2 separate regions of the Oryctolagus cuniculus genome follow, and region 1 is linked to region 2. Evidence: chromatin contacts called from public Micro-C data. All regions are on one chromosome and are shown on one strand. Each heading gives the region's core, a stretch centred on a gene start, on an enhancer-like site or on the middle of the called end of the contact. The rest is flanking DNA. Distances are from core to core; before and after follow the strand shown.

The links. A called contact is a pair of places that touch in the nucleus more often than the background predicts.
Region 1: a Micro-C map of ear pinna shows a contact between it and region 2, with 5 times the contacts expected there. The contact joins two enhancer-like sites. A contact is called at or near these places in 3 of 6 Hi-C or Micro-C datasets (ear pinna, psoas muscle and an unstated tissue).

What each region holds. Positions count from the first base shown.
Region 1 is chr13:101,003,063-101,008,064 of mOryCun1.1, forward strand. All of the region lies in intron 1 of JCAD (junctional cadherin 5 associated), which reads left to right. Among named protein-coding and RNA genes, the nearest start is that of JCAD, 38 kb to the left of the region's middle. Within about 2 kb of position 1,344, at least 2 of the 8 cell types and tissues checked have an H3K27ac peak or open chromatin away from gene starts, as enhancers often do.
Region 2 is chr13:100,877,684-100,882,709 of mOryCun1.1, forward strand. No RefSeq gene overlaps it. Among named protein-coding and RNA genes, the nearest start is that of MTPAP, 47 kb to the left of the region's middle. Within about 2 kb of position 2,493, at least 1 of the 8 cell types and tissues checked has an H3K27ac peak or open chromatin away from gene starts, as enhancers often do.

The sequences.
Region 1 (5,002 bases), core at 94-2,593, 120 kb after region 2:
TCCACGCCCTCTGGGCAAAACTTAAAGTGTCCACGTGCTCTGAGTGGTCACAGATTCCAGAACTGCCTGGCGTGGTGCTCCCCTGGGGATCCGCGCTAGCCAGGGAAATAGATAAGGACCCGGTTCTGTTTAGGAAAAAAAAGACAAGTAAGAGCATACCCGTGGATCCTGCTGTTTCTGCATACAGCCGCACAGCAGAGCCTAGACCCTAGCCCTGGAAGGTGGGTGGCGAAGGTGGGTGCCCACCTTCTCTGGGTCCTTGCTTGCTGCCCGAGGCCGCTGCTCGGAAGAGCCGTAAACAGCCTTCCCGCCTAATGAGCTTGGCGGGACTCCACGATAATTAATCTGGAGAGAGTGTAGAATGCAGGGAGTTGGGTGGAAACAATTGTCCTGTTGTGGTTTGCTTCTGATAAGCAGGACTCCATCTGTGAGATCTCCCAGGCCAGCGGGGCCCCTCCCTGCCTCTTGGAGCACCTTGTTGGGGGAAGGAAAGGGGTTGGGGGGGATTGGCTTCCCCCAGGAAGACCTGCTGCTGTGCTGGGCTTCAGGAATGCCCAGGGACATTCACCTGCCCCAGAGCCCTCTGCTGCCCGCGGCAGCTCCGCACCTGCAAGGCGTCCTTTCTTCTGTGTGGGAAGAGTTCTTCCTTGGGTCCTGTTAGGAGCAGGCAGCGAGGTGGACTTGAGACAGACTGGAAGGAAGCCAGCCGCTGCCTGTACAGGAAGACTGCTTGGAGAAACAGAAGCCACTGGGCGGCTGCTCCTCACTCCTGGTCACCTCCTGGCACAGTGGGATGCCTGGGAATTTTTTTGCTTAAGCATTGAATTTTGCAGTGTTTTTTTTTAGAAATCGCTTTAAATGACTTCCATGATTAGAACATAGATAAAATGTAAAAACTAGTGTGGAATAATTTAAATTTCAACACTTTGGTAAAGTTTTGGCTCTTTTATTCCCGAGATATTTACAGACCCCCGGAAGCATACATTATGTACATTTAATAGGATATTTAGGGATCTTTCCACGTGGACCTTGGTGTGTATGATAGCAACGGAATAAAATTCCAGCCTGTTGTAACTTTTAAGGCTATTTTTGCAAGTAGCCAAAAATTCCAAAAGATTTAAATAATCTTACCCACTTCCACCCTTTCTGAATGACTCCTAATCTTTTAGGACGTTAATGAGGTACTTAGGAGCTCCTTACAAATGGGGTAAAGTGGCCAGCGCAGTAATTGGGTGACACAGAATTTGGGGTGAAAGGGAGAGAGGGCTTACCAAGAGTCGTTGGGGGAAAGACAGAAAAAAAAAAGAGAGAAGAGAGAGTAAGTTCTCGTGCCGGCTGTTAATCTGTGGTGCCCTGGCCCTGCCCAGTGAGATTAACATCCTGTGACCCTTTGGATCTCAGACCAGAGTTTTCCATCTCATTTTTGTTGGTCATCTTAGACCAACCAACTCGGGGAGGGTCCTGCTCCTGTAAAGCGATTTCTTCGCAGATCCGGGGTGCTGCTCCGTGTCAGTTGCTGGGGGGGCCGGGACCTGAAGCTCCACAGTTCAGTAGAGAGCTGTGGAGTCCTGCCTGTGACAGTCAGGCCCGGGAGGGGAAATGGCAACCCCATTGTTCACCGTCCTGCCGGTTAAAGAAAACAAAAGCTGAGGGAGGCATCCTGAGCGCACAGGGGCACAGGGCGCTCCTGGTCTCCCTTCTGGTTGGTTCTGCGTCTCAGCTGTTCGCCTCTTGTGCAAAGCCGGCACGGTGTTACATATGCATCGTAACATTAGCCCTAAAAGTTGTCAGCGCAAGAACTATGTACGCTGAGCGAGCTGCCAGCAGTCAGAGGGACCAATTACATCGTAAGTATGGAATGCCAGTGATTACAACTGAGGAGTTTGTGGGGTTTCTAGGAGGAGCCCTGTGTAATCGAGACCTCAGGATGCGTGTTGCAGGCTGCCGTTCCGTGCCGTCAGCAGAACATGTGGCCGCAGGCGCACCGCGGCAGTGAGACCCGTGCACCCTACACTGGAACCTTGTAGCTCACCGTTCACGGATCAATTTCCAGTGTTTCTTGCATCATCATAGGAGGTTTCCAGACAGGAAATGTCTTTCCAGAGATGCCCTTTTCCAATCCTACCTGATCGGCTCTGTTTCTAAAAGTTTTTTTTAACTGATGATGAAATATTATGTTAAAGTAGCTTCATAATACATTATGGAAGCAATATATATTTCTTCTAAGGAAGAAATATAACTCAGTAAAGAATATAACTTAGCCAAGTTAATATTAAATATGGCGTAAGAGGATATTTCCAAGAATTTGTGGAAAATGGAGTTAAAAGATACTGATTTCAATGTGAACAATTTTTGAAATAAACAGAGGCATAGTTTTCTTCACAATACACATTTCCATGAACTTTTTGAAGTGTCTAGTATTATAGATAAATTAGGGAATTCTGAGTTGTATATGCTTCATATTCAGTAGATGAAGTGCAGTTGGGATAAAGTACACGAAGTCGCCAATATTTGCCCAATTTGACCTGCAAAATGCCAACTTGATGTGATTTGGCCTAATATGTTTTATGACAGAGTCATAAAATACAGTAAATTGTAAATAAGGAAATTTGTTTAGAAATTTACAGTCCAGTACCACTGTTGATAAATACTTTTACATTTATTTATTTATTTATTTGGGGGGGGGAGTTGGCATCACACTGAGTGACAGCTCTGTGTCCTGTCTTTATTATTTATTTATTTATTTTTGTAAAGATTTGTTTATTTATTTGAAAGAGGTATAGAAAGACGGAGAGATCTTCCATCTGCTGGTTCACTCCCCAAATGGCTGCAAAGGCCAGGGCTGGGCCAGACCAAAGTCACGAGCCAGGAGCTTCTCTGGGTCTCCACGTGGGTGCGGGGGCCCTAGCCCTTGGGCCATCCTCTGCTGCTTTCCCAGGCCATTAGCAGGGAGCTGGACAGGAAGCGAGGAGCGAGGACTTGAACTGGTGCTGGTGTCACAGGCGGCGGCTTTACCGGCTCCGCCACAGCGCCGGCCCCGTCTTTAACATGGTGTCACATTCCCCTGAGCCTGTGTACCGACAGCACAATCAGGTACATGTGCATGCATAGTATAGTCTGCACTGGAAGCTTTTTTGTAAACTATCCTTTAGTTTAATTTAGTTATCCTTTAGATGGGCATTTAGTTAAATTTTTTCATCCTCACAAATAAACCTTGGGTAAATAGCCTTCCATAAAAATGTACATGTATCCTATTATTTCATTAAAATGCACCCTCACAAGTCCACAGGGTTTCAGGTGCTGAAAGATTCAATCTCTTATCACCTCCTCGGGCTTAAGCCAGGACACGTAGGACACGTTTCCTCCCCAACAGCGCCCCCTGCCCTCCGTCTGGGCACCCACAAATCCCAGCACCCTGGGTCCTCCCTGCACCCTCACCACCAGCACACAGGAGCCTCAGTAATCGGGCCCCTGAGTCTCATCTTGGTTTGATTTGAATTTTCCTGATTCCAAGTGCGGCTGAACAGTTCCTTCAATCCTTTTAAGATTTATTTACTTACTTGAGAGGTAGAGTCAGAGAGAGAGAGAGAAAGAGAGGTCTTCCATCCGATGGTTCACTCCCCAAATGGCCGCAACGGCTGGAGCTACGCCAATCCGAAGCCAAGAGCCAGGAGCTTCCTCCCGGTCTCCAACATAGGTGCGGGGGCCCAAGGACCTGGGCCATCTTCTACTGCTTTCCCAGGCCATGGCAGAGAACTGGATCGGAAGAGGAGCAGCCAGGACACGAACAGGCACCCGTATGGGATGCCGGCGCTGCAGGCAGAGGCTTAACCTGCTGTGTCACAGCGCTGGCCCTCGTTCGTGTCATATTTTTAACTGAGATTTTGTCCCTCACTAGTTTCAAGTTCACCGCATGGGTGCTGATAAGGCCAAGGTCAGAGGTGCTGTCTCCCCGCGCCCCAGTTAGCTTCCTTCTGCTCTGCGACCACAAGCCGTACTCTTCTCCTGCGCCAGAGGAACCAGAAACTAGAGCACCCCTCTGACGGCAGCCCCCCGATTCTCCACGCAGACTGTGGTCACCAGCGCCCCCGCAGAGGAAGTCCACCTGCTGTAGCTGTGCCCATATGGCAGCCATCGCTACAGGTCCCGTTTCTTTTTATGGGTGTTTTTTTTTTTTCAAGATTTTATTTATTTCTATCTGCTGATTCACTCCCCAAATGGCTGCAATGGCCAGGGTTGGGCCAGACTGAAGCCAGGATCCAGGAATTTCACCTGGGTCTCCCACATGGGTGGCAGGGGCCCAAGCACTTGGGCCATCTTCTGCTGCTTTCCCAGGCCATTAGCAGGGAGCTGGGTCGGAAGTGGAGCAGCTGGGACTTGAACCGGTGCCCACACGGGATGCGGCACTGCAGGGGAAGGCTTAACCTGCTGCCCCATAGCACCAGCCCATGTCTGCTTATTGCAAGAATGGCTCTTCTGCATCTCAGCTTTGCTCCCTGGGTTTTAGGAGAGCTCCGTGTCACTTGTGAAGAGCCTGAACACAGAAGGAATGATGGGGTGTGTGAAGGTCACTGCGCTTTGTGAATGAGTCACGTGGCTGGGTGTGTAAAAATTAGCACTGCTAGGGGCCGGCGCCATGGCTCACTTGGTTAATCCTCTGCCTGCAGTGCCAGCATCCCATATGGGTGCCAGGTTCTAGTCCCAGCTGCTTCTCTTCCCCTCCAGCTCTCTGCTGTGGCCCGGGAGTGCAGTGGAGGATGGCCCAGGTGCTTGGGCCCTGCACCCGCATGGGAGACCAGGAAAAAGCACCTGGCTCCTGGCTTCGGATCAGCATAGCTCCGGCCGTGGTGGCCATTTGGGGAGTGAAGCAACGGAAGGAAGACCTTTCTCTCTGTCTCTCCTTCTCACTGTCTATAATTCTACCTGTCAGAAAAAAAATAGCACTGCTGTTGCTGCCAGGCACTGTAGCTCGGTGAGGCACCAGCCTGGCGTGTGCATGCGT
Region 2 (5,026 bases), core at 1,243-3,742:
CTTCCGGCACGGGCGCTTCACCGGAACACTGCGGAGCCCTCCCTCCAGCAGGCCCCAGAGTCACGCTGCCGGCGGTGGAGCCAGGATTCGAACCTGCCGCGTTTCTTAGATGGAACTGAAATGCTGTTTCCATTCTACACCCTTGTCTAACAGGTCTGCCTTTCGCGCGATCGCCACAGAATGCACAGCGTGGAGGGTTTTGTTGTTTTTGCCTTTTTTTTTTTTTTCCCCCACAGCACATCCCTTTCTGTTTAAAAATAACTCCAGCTTGATGGAGTAGGATCTTGGCTTCCTTCAAGAAGTCTGCAAGGAGACCGTGGTAATACCAGCAGCGGCCTGTAGAGGGAGCTCGGTGACCTTTTCCTCCGGCTCGCCTGCCCGTCCCTGCTTAGTGCGGGAGATCCTAGAACTCCGTGGTCATCTCTGTGGCTTGGGACCTGTCTGCCTGTGGACAGCCTCGACCCTTCAGCTTCACTCTGTAATGGATCACCAAGCGCCCAGGCGGCTTGGGTCAGTCCTACTCCGTTGCTCTCCCCAAAACGCTGTTGGAAAGTGGATCTTCTGCATGTCAGGCCCCAAGTCACTGAGCCTCAGGCCCCTAGGGAGAGCCCTTGTTCCAGCATCCTCTTAAGATTAGTTGTTTAAATTGCAAAGGCAGTGCATGCTCCTTGTAGACCATCTGGAATATGGGAAATATCTTTGACAACAAAACAAAAAAAAGCTCCCCCCCCCCAACCAACCACCATCAGTGTATTTCCTTGAGGTCGCTTGGTAGAGCACCAAGGCCTGGGCTCCCCAGTCTTGCTCCAAAGATCATGTCTTCCTGCCAAAATCCATGCCCGCTTCCTGAGCCATGTGGAGTTTACGGGCACTGAGTTTAGACAAGTGTCGAAGTTCTAAGAAAGTCAAGTTTATGATAATCCATATGCCGCCTAAATGAATTAAATAAAAGCAAAATAAAGAAATGCTAAGGTATACAGATAAATAAATGAGTTACCTGTGGCGTACTGGCCAGGGGCAAAGGAAAAGAAGCGTTGAAAGCGATGCATTTGCATTTCCCAGGGTGGCTTCTTGTTGCCCAGATGCCTCGAAGCTGAGATCTCCTTGGTGTCACAACACTGAGGAGTAACAGAACCCGCAACAGAGAAGCTAAAACACACCCTGAAAGCAGCATTTTCATTCAAAGAGCACAGATTAGAGGCGTCCTGGACACCGTTGACCTAGCACACTCACTGCTTTGCAAAGAGCCGCGGAGGAAGATGGAGAAACATGCACGCGCTCCCTGGAGAACCCACCCTCTGGTTTGCAATCCCGGAGGCCTGCCGGTCTCCCCCACGAAACACGGGCTCCCAGCAGGAGACGCTCTCCCGCTGTCCGTGCAGGAAGTTTCCCTTCCAACAGGGCTGAGAGGTCGCTGATGCCAAAGCCGGCCGCCCCAGCAAGCCCGAGGGTGAGCAGTTCCTCTGTGTTGCGTGTTCTTTTGGGAATGGGGAACAATGCTGCAGAGAGACCTGACCCAAGACCGAGAAACCCAAGCAAGAATCAAGAGGAGTTAGGAAGAAATAATCTCCCGTGCGTTTGCTGGTGCGTGGGTGCCTGGGTAGGCGTCCGGCAGCTCTGGTCTTTGGTAGGATTCTCAGCCTCCCCAGAGGAGGGGATTATGGGTGATCCATGTCAAAGGCAGCTTCGCGGTTGGGGTCCTTATTGGATGATGAAAAATCTAGAAGAATGGAAGAGGCTGGCCCAGTGTTCTGAGGAAGGTCCTTGGACTCAAGGTTACTTGACCTGCAGGTAGCAAGGCCAGCCCACGGGAGCCGCTTGCTGAATTGAGTGCTGCCTCCCAGTGCTGACTGTACACCCGGGCCTGTGTGCCCAGGTGACTCAGGGGAATACCGCCAGGGCGTCTAGGGTCTGCTTGGGCTGGCCACGGGCAGGAGCACAGAGCTGACAGGGGAGGCGGGAGGAGATGCTGGGGCGAGAAGACCCTTGGCGAGGGCACTGAGGAAGTGGGCCAGGAAGCCCCAAGAACAAAGGAGCTTCCCGAAAGGCCTGCGGACAGCCGGCCGTGTCATCGAAAGAAGGAAAAAAAATCCATTAAGGAATCTCTCCACCCCCAGCTTCACTAAGGCGTAACTGACCACGCATGTGTGCATTCGCAGGGTGTAGGGTGCAGGGAGAGAGGCAAGCTGGCGAGCGTGCCCCTCCCTCACCTCCCACGCTCGCCCCCTCTGTGGGAGAACAGTTAACAGCGATTCTCCTAGCAGCCAGCGCGGTGTTGTTAGCCACGGCCTCCACGCTGCACCAGGGGTCTCCAGGACTCGCTCATCACGCATGCCTGGAACGTGGGACCCTTTCGCCAGTGCCGCCCCAGTCCCTCCTATCCTCGCCATCTTTTCCTCCCAACCCTGACAACCTCCACCGCCCACCCACCCTACCCAGCCTCACTGATTCCTTGACTATCTTTGTAAGATTATTTCTTTACCTGGAAGGCAGAGTGACAGGGAGAGAGAGAGACCTTTCATCTGATGGTTCACTCCCCAGATGACTGCAACAGCTGGGGCATGGCTAGACTTAAGCCAGGAGCCTGGAACTCCATCTGGGTCTCCTATGTGGATGGCAGGTACCCAAGTATTTGGGCCATCATCGGCTGCCTTCCCAGGCGCAGTAGCATGGAGCTAGCGGGGCTGACGCTAGAACCAGAATTCTAATACGCCATGCTGGCCTCTCAAGCAGTGTTTTAAACTGCTGCATCACAACGCCTGCCCTAAATGTCTTTTCCTTTTATTTATTTGAGAGGTAGAGCTACAGACAGAGGGAGAGAGAGAGAGAGAGGTTTTCCATCCACTGCTTCACTCCCCAAATGGCCACAGTGCCCAGAGCTGTGCCGATCCGAAACCAGGAGCCAGGAGCTTCTTCCGAGTCTCCCACGTGGGTGCAGGGGCTCAAGGACTTGAGCCATTTTTCACTGCTTTCCCAGGCCACAGCAGGGAGCTGGGTGGGAAGAGGAGCAGCCAGGACACAAACTGGTTCCCTTATGGGTTGCTGGTGCCACAGGCGGAGGCTTAGCCCACTGTGCCACAGCACCAGCCCCGATGTCTTGTCTTCTGAAATTGCATGTTCTTTTTGCTTCAAATGGCATGAGGTGTATGCTCCTTGTAGAAATACAAAAGGTGAAGCACAAAGACGAGTTACCCATCATCCCGGTGGTATTTGACACTGCCATACTTACTCTTGCACCTAAACAGGCCTATGTATACGTATGATTTTGTACTATCACCTGGATGCATATGTGTTTGCAATAGCAGGACTTACAATAGGACTCTCAATGCATGAGGTTTCATACATTTAGTGTTATTAAAACACAATATTGGGGCAAGTACTGTGGCTCAGTGGGTAAAGCTGCCGCCTTCAGTGCCGGCATCCCATATGGGTGTGGTTTCGAGTCCCAGCTGCTCCACTTCTGACTTAGCTCTCTGCTATGGCCTGGGAAAGCAATGGAAGATGGCCCAAGACCTTAGGCCCCTGCACCCATGTGGGAGACCTAGAAGAAGCTCCTGGCTCTTGGCTCCTGGCTCTTGGCTCCTGGCTTCTGATCAGTGCAACTCTGGCCACTGCAGCCATTGGAGAGTGAACCATCAGATGGAAAACTGCCCCCCCCCCCTTCTGCCTCTCCCTCTCTGTAACACTGCCTTTCAAATAAAGAAATAAATCTTTAAAAAAATCACAGTATTCCCACATGAGATGTATTTTGTGCGACGTAACCTGTGAAACATTCATGTGTAGGTAATTCTGGAAACTGACCCCTTCAGCTCTCCATGGCTGTAGGACTTCATGCAAATGGTTACGTTCTGTTGTGCCTAGGATGGTGATAATGTAATCTCACATAGTTATAGTGCAGATTGGTGTGTGCTGACCACAGAAGTGTTTACAACAATGCCGTGAGGCGGCAATCTTATGATCAATGTATTTTATTACTAGTAGTAGCAGTAGTAGTAATTTCACTTTCCTAATTGTTGGGTATTTAGACACCAGGTTTCTGAGGTTATAAATAATTCATTAGAGGATCCTGGCGGATGCATTTTTTTTTGCATATGCCCCTAAATTGTATCTCACAGTGTAGTCGCTGGGTGTGTATGTTTTAAAGTTCTTGATCCATTTTGCAAATTGTACTCCCAAAAATTTGCACCAACTCACTTTACAGTCAACATTTTCAAAGAATGCCAACTGACACCCGCTGGTGCTAAGGGCTGTCATTTTAAAAATCCACGTGTGAATTGTTCCCTTAATTAGCAGGGATGCTGAGAACTCTTTCCATATGTTTACAGTCAGTTGTAGTAAATCTTTTGTGGGTGCATCCTTTTCTTGTGAATTGAATTAGATGTGTCTAAAAGTAAATGTTATCATTTATTTATGTTTGTTGTGATATGTATATTTTAAATTTTTTGTTTATTTGAGAGAGAGAGAGAGGGAGAGAGAGAGAGAGATCCTATTCATTAGTTCATTCTTCAAGTGCTGGTAACAACCAGGGCTGGGCCACGTCAAAGCCAGGAGCCGGGGACTCCACCCAGGTCTCCCTGTGAATGGCAGGGACCCAGTGACTTGAGCCATCACTGCTGCCTCCCAGGGTCTGCATGAGCAGGGAGCTGGAGCAGAGAGCGGAGCCAGGACTCGAACCCAGGCACTCCACTATGATGTGAAGGTGTCCCATGCAGCAGCTTAACCACTGTGCCAAATACTGTCCCTGGTGTTTGGTCAGATTTTGATATAGATGAGGGTACTTTAAAAATTCATGGAAAGTGGAATTGAAAAACAAGTTTATGTTGGTGCAGAAACCCTTAGAAGCCCACGCGCAGTGCCTTTTCCATGGGTGTTTTGCAGACCCCTCGTATTTTGTATATTTCATGCTCTTTGTGATTTTAAGGCTCTGTTTCTGCCAGTTTGTTTTGAGTTTTCTACTTACAATGTGTGTACACTTGGATAGTTTTCTTCTTATCTTTGGCTGTTCTACCTTCTACTGGAGTGATTT